Linked DNA regions of Mus musculus: region 2 is linked to region 1. A link is a contact called in public HiChIP or PLAC-seq data. All regions are on one chromosome and are shown on one strand. Each heading gives the region's core, a stretch centred on a gene start, on an enhancer-like site or on the middle of the called end of the contact. The rest is flanking DNA. Distances are from core to core; before and after follow the strand shown.

Region 1 (4,259 bases), core at 33-2,532:
GTTGATTTGTCCTGATTTGCATTTCCTATGAATGGATCATATGGGGATAGAGAGCCATAAAGTGCTGACTTCCAAACCTCCTTTGATATTTCTTGCTCATCACTTCTCTGCCTTTTGGCTAAGATCAAGTGTGATATTTCTTGCTTAAACAATATCTCTGGACAGCCATCAGCCACTCATAGAAGAGGGTCCTTAATTCAACAAACATGAATTAAAGTCGCCTTTTCCTTGTGTTTGCTGAGTTTTCCTTAACGGGAACTTCTGGCTCTTTGGGAACACTCTCAGGATGAAGGTTGCAACATCAGGGAGCCTTAAGCTGCCTTCCTGTAAACTCCCCTAGCTGGTTTTATGCTCTTACACAATATATCAGTTTGGTCTCTGTTACCTTCAGTTTCTGTAATCTGAGAATGGCTCTAACTTCAACTGTCCCCGCACACATTGCTTTGATAAAACTCTTCTTCCAAGGTGGGCATATCCTTCCACATTGATCCACATCTCCCTTTCTATACGTGTGGCCACCCAAGCTTTCTGTTCCACTGTTTGCACTGTTACACTGGTCAGCTATTGCATCCCCACACCAGCTACTCCAAGTAGTTATCAGGGCATTGCACACTTGCCATTTCAAGTGTGGACTTGGTCCCTTTCCATCTGTAAGGGAGCAGCAAAGACTCGGCTGCAACGTGGAGCAGAGCTGTAGCAAAGGCTTGGAGGGAACAAAAGCACAACGTGATTGTTCTTGGAACCAGGACAGATTTGGTTTCTGCAGAGAAGGAAGTTTATATAATTTGAAGGCCATCTACAGGGACGAGAATATGGAAGCATCGTACTTTTGCAAATGAAATATCTTATGACTGTGTATGCACAGTCTAAGCCTCCTGTAGGACCTGTATAGAGCAATACACCTAGACATCCATCTGCATCAGCCTCACGGTTTAGTCACAACTGCTTCCAGACGTTTTCATTCCCCAACTCTGATGACTCACATGGTATAACCGTGTTATTGAAGCCTGACGAGGGTTTTGAAGCCCCTTTTTTGATAGCCTGAGAGCTCACATCCCAGTCTCTTTAGGACAATGTGAAAAACAGCCTGTTTTGTGTTCTTCCTGTCCACTAACCATGTGTTTCTGAGACGGTGCAGAGAGTGTTTCAGGAATAACACTGCTTTTCAACATGGGGATGTACATATAAGAAGCTGTTCACATTTTCAAACTCACGGTCTTGTTAATGGACTCTCCTTACGTGCCAGGGCCTCTTCCAATCTAACAGGCTTTCCAAAGAACTGTTTATACAGTTCTGCCTTCCATCTGCTTGACAGGAATTTCTCCCAGTACTAAAGGAGGCCCTTCCTAGAGATAAAAGACATTTTCTTCTGAAATACCACAGCCGCTTTCAAATGCCCCGAGAGATAATTGTGTAACTTCAGAAATCTAAGCTGTAATTCTCCCAGGATGCTCTACACATTGTATAACAACACTATCTATTCACGGGGTAGTCTGAAAAGAAAAGCCACATCAGCAAATGTGTTTCACAGTCTTGAAGGACTCCAGATGTTACAGTTGGACACACAGAGCAGGACACCTTCCAGTTAAAAGCATTAAACTATTGACAATTCTCTATTTCTTTTATTAGTGACCTTAGGGATGGTAAATTAGCACCCACAAATAAATGTTCCTGAACCAAAATATCAGCCAATCCCCTCTGCTATTTTATCCACCTGAAGTGAGTGAAAACAACTTAGGAGTTAGTGAAGAAGGAAAGGGCACAGACTCAGCCATAAACAAGTGTAAACTCAACAGATTCACAGAGCCAATATTAAATACCCAAGGCAAGATTTAAAATGCTTATAAGTATATAAAGGTAATTATTGAGGAAGCTAGATAACATATATTAAATGGTTTCTGCAGAAACCATAGCATGTATATAACCCAATACCTTAAAAATCATCATTAGTCTACAATGTTGGCGTTAGTCCCAGGCCCTGTGATCTCATTAAAGGAGGAATGACTGTATTTGCTGTCTGCCCACAGGGTGTAGTGCAGTGGCCAGCAATTTAAAGACATGCTTCTTGTGAAATATGTTTTCCTTTTGTTTGTTACCTAGTTTAAGGTCTCAAACCCAAGTCTTTTGTTGACCATCGTCAAAATATTTACCAGTCCAGTTTAATCCATGACCTTTCCCACTAAGAACTTTTTTTTCCTGTCGATTTTTTTAAAAAGAAAAGAAAATGAGTGGCAAGTTTCAGTTTCAATTCAAGCTATAAAGGTGTCGGCCTTCATGTGCTTTTTAAAAAAGATCTGTTAAATACGCATAAAGTTGAATAATCTTATGAGACTGAAAAATAATCTAAGCAAGTGACAATGATGTCAACAAAAATCACACATGGAGTGTTGGGAAAGTTCAATCACATACATGCTGGGTCAGAATAATGCTTGACTAACTAATTCCAGAGCAGAGAAGACATAGACAGCATGCTCCCTGATACAAAGCAATGAAGCAAGAAATCAATGAGAAAAATCTACATACATGCTTCTTAAAGCGTTGATAATGATAACCCATTCTAAAGGGACAGTAAAGAGTCCGTTGAAATTCAGCTGGCTCCCCCCACCTCTGATATCTTTATTTTTGTCCATCCATTTTATTTAAATGCTTGAAGGTAGGGATAGGATAAGGATGTCAATATGATCCGATGTCTTCCGCATCACTACAAAGCCCCTCCCTGCTGCTGCTTTTGCTCGGCATGTACTTTTATTATCCAGCATATTCTTTTTGCTCAGGAAAGAGGCCAGCTGGTTGTTAATATTCTGATCATCAACCCATCTTTGCAAACTAATACGGAAGGATGTTCAGCCATTGCAGAAGTTGGGTACAAGTAGCATTGGCATTTCATCTAGGCTCCATCCCATAGTTACCTGGCAACAGCCAGGTGTGCCTGACTCACTATAAAAGAGGCTGCTCGCCCCCTCCTCACTCTCTTACTCTCTTGCTCTTTCTCTTTTACCCTCTTTCCTCTCTGTCCCTCCTCTCCTCATTCCCCTCCCAGCCTCTTTCATTTCAGGCCTCTCCCTCCCTCCCTCCCTCCCTCCCTCCCTCCCTCCCTCCCTCCCTTCCTCCCTCCCTCCTTCCCTCCCTCAATTCCCCTCCCCATGGGAAGAGATGCCTCAGCATAGGCCCACAGAGGCACCCCCCCCCCCCCCCATCATAACAAGCCTCTACCAAACATCCCTGGCTTCTTCTTCTTCGTTTATAAAACACACCAAGTCGGCTCTGGGTAAAAGTCATGCTTGTAATGACTTTGGAAAATTTAGGGATACACATATATTCCTAGAAACAGTGGCTACTACAAAGCAGACATCTTATTTAATCTTCATCCTGTCTGCCTGAGGTAGGTATTATGGTCTGATAAAGAAACGAAAAGCATACGGACCTTAAAGGACTCCGTCACTGGCTTTCTGTCTTCTCACAAACCGGTCCTTTCTTTTGTGCTTTCTTATAAGAAACCAGGCAGTGTCAGTGAGTGGCCGGGGGACTTAGGGTAGACATTAACTAAAATTTGAGGGAGGAACATAGTCTTTTTTCCTACTTTTTAATGTGAACGTCTTGATTATTTAAATTTTGTTTTACAAGGAGCATATTGTATGTTTTTTTTTCCCTTAAAAAAATTATCGGATAAAATGAAGGAGGAGTCGTTAATTCGTCCTGGCTCCAAAAGCTTATTCTTGTGACAAACTCCATTGGAGCTATGGCCAGGAACTAGCAGTACCCGGTGAGCTTAGCGCTGTTATGAGAAAATAAAGGCCCCATCTGTATCAGTAATGCTTTGTATTTCTTTAGCACCTAATCTGAAGTTGTCCCTAAAGCTGAATAAACAGTCATTTATCCTCAGGGCACCCTGCGAGCTCCCTGGTGTGGTCTGGGAGGGTGTAGGGCTGAGTGATGATAGCCCACGATTAGTTAGCTTTCTGCCCACACTTAGGGATTCCAGCCCCTGGAGGGAAATCACTTCAGCTCTGTGTGCCTCCTCCCATCACCCTCAGCTAAAAGCATCATCGTCTCGGAATAATTCTTGGCCTCAAAGGGATGCTATTAATTAGCCTAAATACTAAAGGGCAGGACAATGAATGCCAGTTGTTCAGGATGAATGGATGGGGGATTTTACCCAAATCCTATAGCTGGCAGCTCTCTGGGAGAAGAGTGAGGTGACTTGCAGCCGCCACAGGAGAAGGCAAAGCAGAAGGAACAGCGTGGCCACTGTCCTGGTG
Region 2 (4,660 bases), core at 1,490-3,989, 130 kb before region 1:
TTTATTTCTTTGGTGAAGGTTTTCTGCTGTTTAAAAATGACGTATTTTCTCAGCATGACTGAAATAAAGATGGCGCAAGCATTAAAGATTGCCTAGACCAGGGTGAGGCAAGACCTTGCACCTTTGGAGCTTTGCTTTAGGATTGCAAATTGAATGATATCCGGGATTCAATTTTATATTTATTAGAGTCACATCCATATTAGCATGTTGCTAGCACCCCCGGAAAGGCTTTGAGCTTTCCAAAAATGAAAATAGATGCAATTATTTTTTTTTCTTTTTTTTACAAGCTACACTGCAACACTAGAAAGACAGAGAAACAATAATTTTTAAACAGTAAACTTATCTGACTTTTTAATAGCACAATGATTTTACAGTTTTTGCTTAAACTTGGATGGATTAATTTAATTTTTATAAGTGTGTATGTGAGCATATATGTGCACAAACGTGTGTACATGTGTATACATGTATGTTGAGGCCAGTGGTCATGTATGGTATCTCCTTCCCTCCCCATCTTACTTACTGAGGCAGTTTCTCATGGGACCTGGTGCTTATTGACCCAGCTAGTCAGCTGGGCAGCTTCCCGGGGTCAATCTGCTTCTGCCCTTCCTAATCTGGGATACAAGTGTGTGCTGCTATACCCGGATCTTTTGCATGGTTGCTAGAGGTTGAAACCAGGCCCTCCAAGCTTTTACAGTAAGGACTCTACCAACCGAGCGAGACACATAGCTAGCCCCAATTCATACAGTTTTGTTTTTGTAAAATTGATCTTTATTACCATAAGTTGCTCCCTTTAAAAAAATTTAAAAATTTAATTGAGAAAAACAGGGGAAAGAGAGTCATTGCTTACTGAGGATGTGGTCACAGGCAAGTTTTCCAGGCTTCAGAGCGTGGCCCTCACCCGTGTAATGTGGACAACGATAACTGGGATTAGTGGCTTATAAAAAAAACCCCACAAAACCAACCAAACAAAAAACCCAGAAGACATGAAGTTGGGAATGGGCATGTTCAGAGGATATAAGAAGACTGGAGGAAGGTGGGAGGTAGATAGGATAATTTTTCATTGTCTATATGGGTGAAATTCACAAAAATAAAGGGAAAAGGTGAGAAATTGAATGTAAGATGCTATGCTATACAGAGAATGTACAGTTCCCCTCCTGGTAGCACCTGGGAAAATTATGTGTAAGATAAGGTTGTTATTATTATTATTATTGTTGTTGTTATCATTATTATTATGTGCAGCCAGGTTATTAGCACTGATATAGTTCACTCAGCACACTCAAGATTCTTCCTTCCTTATGCTCGTGTGTGTGGTAAGCTCTGTGCTTTATCGCCTGTGTAGATTTCCATGTTTGAATTCCATCCAATGCTTTGATATGTTTTTTTTTTTTCTTTTCACTTTTTGAGACAGGATCTCATGTAACTCAAGCTAGCTTTGAGCTCACTATATAGTGAAAAATGTCTTTGAATTCCCAATGTTCCTGCCTCAAACTCTCATGTGCTGAGATTATAGGTGTTGCCCGCCATACTTGGCTCTATGCTTATTGTGATAACCAGATTCTTTATTCTGTTACAAGGTTATATATTAGTTTGTTTCCCCATTGCTGTGTGTGGTGGTTTGAGAAGAACGGGCCCCATATATATTTGAATGCTTATTGCTTTGAATGGTTGGTTACTGGAGAGTGGTACTATTTGAAAGGATTAGAAGGATTAGGAGCTGTGGCTTTATCAGAGTAGGTGGAACCTCTTTGGAGGAAGTGTGTCACTGGGGGTTCGACTTGAAGTTTCAAAAGCCCATGTCAGGCTTTCTCTCTCTCTCTCTCTCTCTCTCTCTCTCTCTCTCTCTCTCTGTCTGTCTACACATCAGAATGTAGCTCTAAGCTACTGGCTCCAGGGTAATGCATGCTCTCTGCCATGGTAATAACAGACTAAATCTCTGAAACTGTAAGCAAGCCCCCAGTTAAATGCTTTCTTTTTAAAGAGTATCCCTTGCCTGAAATGCTTAGGATCATAAGTATTTGGGGTTTCAGATTTGTTTTCAATTTTGATAAATATTCATACACACATTATTTGGGATGTAGAATCCAAGTCTAACTGCAAAATATACCGATTCCTAGACACCTTAGACATGTGGATTGAAGATATAATTTTGTACACTGTCTTAACTGCCCCTGCCTTTTGACTGCAAGCCACCACAAGATATGAGGAGGTTTCTATTTGTGATGTCATGCCAGCACTTAAAGTTTCGAGGATACTCAATCTGTATTGTTCTTACATTTATTTATTTATTTATTTATTTATTTATTTATTTATTTATTTATTTAAATTGCTGTGATGGGAAGACACCAACCTTGACCTCTTCTCCTCCAAACAGCCAAAAACCCTTTCCAGTGTATGTCTTTGTCAGCAATGCTCATCAGCAATAAGTTCTGTGTATGGGACCTCCTTAGGAACAAAAAAAAATTCAGCTTCACAAATGGAGATGGTGTCAGGGTAGTAAAAGAGTTCAAAACAGGGGTTCTGAAAAACCACTTGGGGTCACTGGTAAATGCAAATTGAGAACAAATGTTACATTGGAGAGGCCCCTGGGGCTCGAGGCCTGGCTCAGAAAAGGTTTTGCCAAGTGTCTGCCTGGCCTCCACCAATTGGTTTGTACTGGGTCACCTACATGTGCAGTGGCTTTCACTCAAGGGCATTTTAATGGAGCTGCCTAGCACTCTGCCCTAGGAGTGGTTCCAAGACCAGAGTGCTGGTATTTGGTTTTAGAATGCGCTGTATGGTGGCCAAGCTGAGATTAGTTGCATCCCTTGACTCCTGGGCCAGTGACTTTCTTTTTCCACTACATCAGTCTGATCCTCTTAACAACAATGTGCCCAATAAGGAGGCAAACTTATGACCCAAAGATTAAGTGTATCAGGCCCTCTGTGTGAGCCTGGCAGGCTGAAGTATTTCCTTTTTTCCTCTGTACTCACCAGGCCAAAGTACACACTTTTATTTTTTTAACATATCAGTTTCCCTTTACTCTCTCACATACTTGATAAAATGTGCAAAGATTCACTGTCCTTTTCAGCTGCAGTCACCATTTGCCCACATGTAAGCCATCATTTTCTTGATCATCAGATACTGTTTATTGAGTTCTCTAGGGAGCATAACTGTGAACCTGATCCTGGAAAATGTGTGCTCCCAGATGGCATCCTGATCCTCTAAAATCTCATGAGCAAGAGGAAAATACCCACAACCTTGGGCTCTGAGGTCCCAAAAGAGTTGTGTTTCCATGTCAGTTCACAGAAAATGTCGTGTACCTTTAGCACCATAATGTGTGGATGGTACTTGTCTCCCGCAGAATGGTAGAGAAGAGGGCCCTTTCACAGGCTGTCAGGTTTCCATAGAAGCTTTAAGGGGATGAAGGTTTCTTGCCTCACTGTGTGTTAACCGTGCAAGTGCACGGCATTCATATTTGGAGACAGGAGTCAGTGTTTCACCTATGTGATCCACATAGAAAAGAGATGAGAACCACTGGGCTAGATCATGGCTGCAGCTGGACAGTATACCATTCAATTATTGTCCCAAGCCATGCTTATTTTCATGCATAAGAACAATATTTGTACATGATTACACTGAAAAAAATAATTACCCCAGAAGAAAAATGAAGAAAAAGCTAAAGTACTATCTAGTCTTATATTAGAGAACCCATTAGTTTTACTTCTGAGATGAGATAGACACTCACTGACCTGCTCACTTCTCACACATTCATTCATTCTGCACTAGTGAGTCAGCTGACTTTCCAAGACCTGCTGTTCTCACGACTATTTCTTAGGACTGGGTGAGCCAAAGTTGAAGACACTTTTTTTGGCTCTGGCAGCATCCCTGGGTTCTCCTTCCTGTAAATCCCACTCCTGGCTTCGATCCATTCTTCCTATTGTATTTGGCACTTTGAGACCTATTCACCAGCTGGAACTTTAACAGTTGGTTTTCCCCTTGGGTGAACTTCACCTTCTTTTCCTGATGTTTAAATAAAAAATCATAGATTTCCAGATTGAAAGGGCATGATACAATGAATGAAAAAAAGTAACACATTCAATTAAGCAGTACATTTACAGTACCATAAGGATTACAGATGGACATAAATTGCTCCCTGTCTCCTCCCTTCTGTGCTTATGACTACACAGAGTTGATTATTGTTAATGTTTTTCCTGATATTGTCTATATGCTTTTCAAATTGATTATTTATGTTGTTATCCTTGATAGTAAAATTTTGATACTATATCTTAATTCCTGAAATGGAAAAAGATGAAATTATTTGACACATTCCTTTCTCTGCTTAATATTTTCTTTTCTTGTTAAAAATGTTTTCATAAAATAAAGCTTGAAGAAAAGCTAAAAGAATTATATTCAGAGATTTTTTTTACTATTATGCTTTTGTAAACATTTACAGCATAATCATATGTTGTTTTATGAGCACATGTTGTTTCTCCTGTACCTTCTCTGGAGTTTAATGACTGTTATCTTATTTGATTTCACATAGTTCTTACTATTTTATTTTAGTCCCTCAATAAAGGGTTTTATGTAATGACATTAATGTTTTTAACCTTATCTTTCTGCTCCAGTTTGGAGTAATTTCTTATTTTAACATCAGTTTGGAACTGTCTTTTAGTTCTTTCTT

Evidence for each region. HiChIP or PLAC-seq counts read pairs in DNA pulled down with a chosen protein or histone mark.
Region 2: a contact with region 1 is called in an H3K27ac HiChIP or PLAC-seq map of heart atrium, with 7 read pairs. The contact joins two enhancer-like sites. A contact is called at or near these places in 1 of 15 datasets of contacts at CTCF or cohesin (the NIH/3T3 cell line), 1 of 484 Hi-C or Micro-C datasets (embryonic stem cells) and 2 of 115 datasets of contacts at active chromatin or transcription factors (embryonic stem cells and heart atrium).

What each region holds. Positions count from the first base shown.
Region 1 is chr15:11,742,219-11,746,477 of GRCm38.p6, reverse strand. No RefSeq gene overlaps it. Among named protein-coding and RNA genes, the nearest start is that of Gm34501, 15 kb to the right of the region's middle. Within about 2 kb of position 1,282, at least 31 of the 459 cell types and tissues checked have an H3K27ac peak or open chromatin away from gene starts, as enhancers often do. A contact at or near this core is called in heart atrium, where this site is marked.
Region 2 is chr15:11,876,695-11,881,354 of GRCm38.p6, reverse strand. The region is part of intron 3 of Npr3 (natriuretic peptide receptor 3); the gene reads left to right. Among named protein-coding and RNA genes, the nearest start is that of Npr3, 27 kb to the left of the region's middle. Within about 2 kb of position 2,739, at least 9 of the 459 cell types and tissues checked have an H3K27ac peak or open chromatin away from gene starts, as enhancers often do. A contact at or near this core is called in heart atrium, where this site is marked.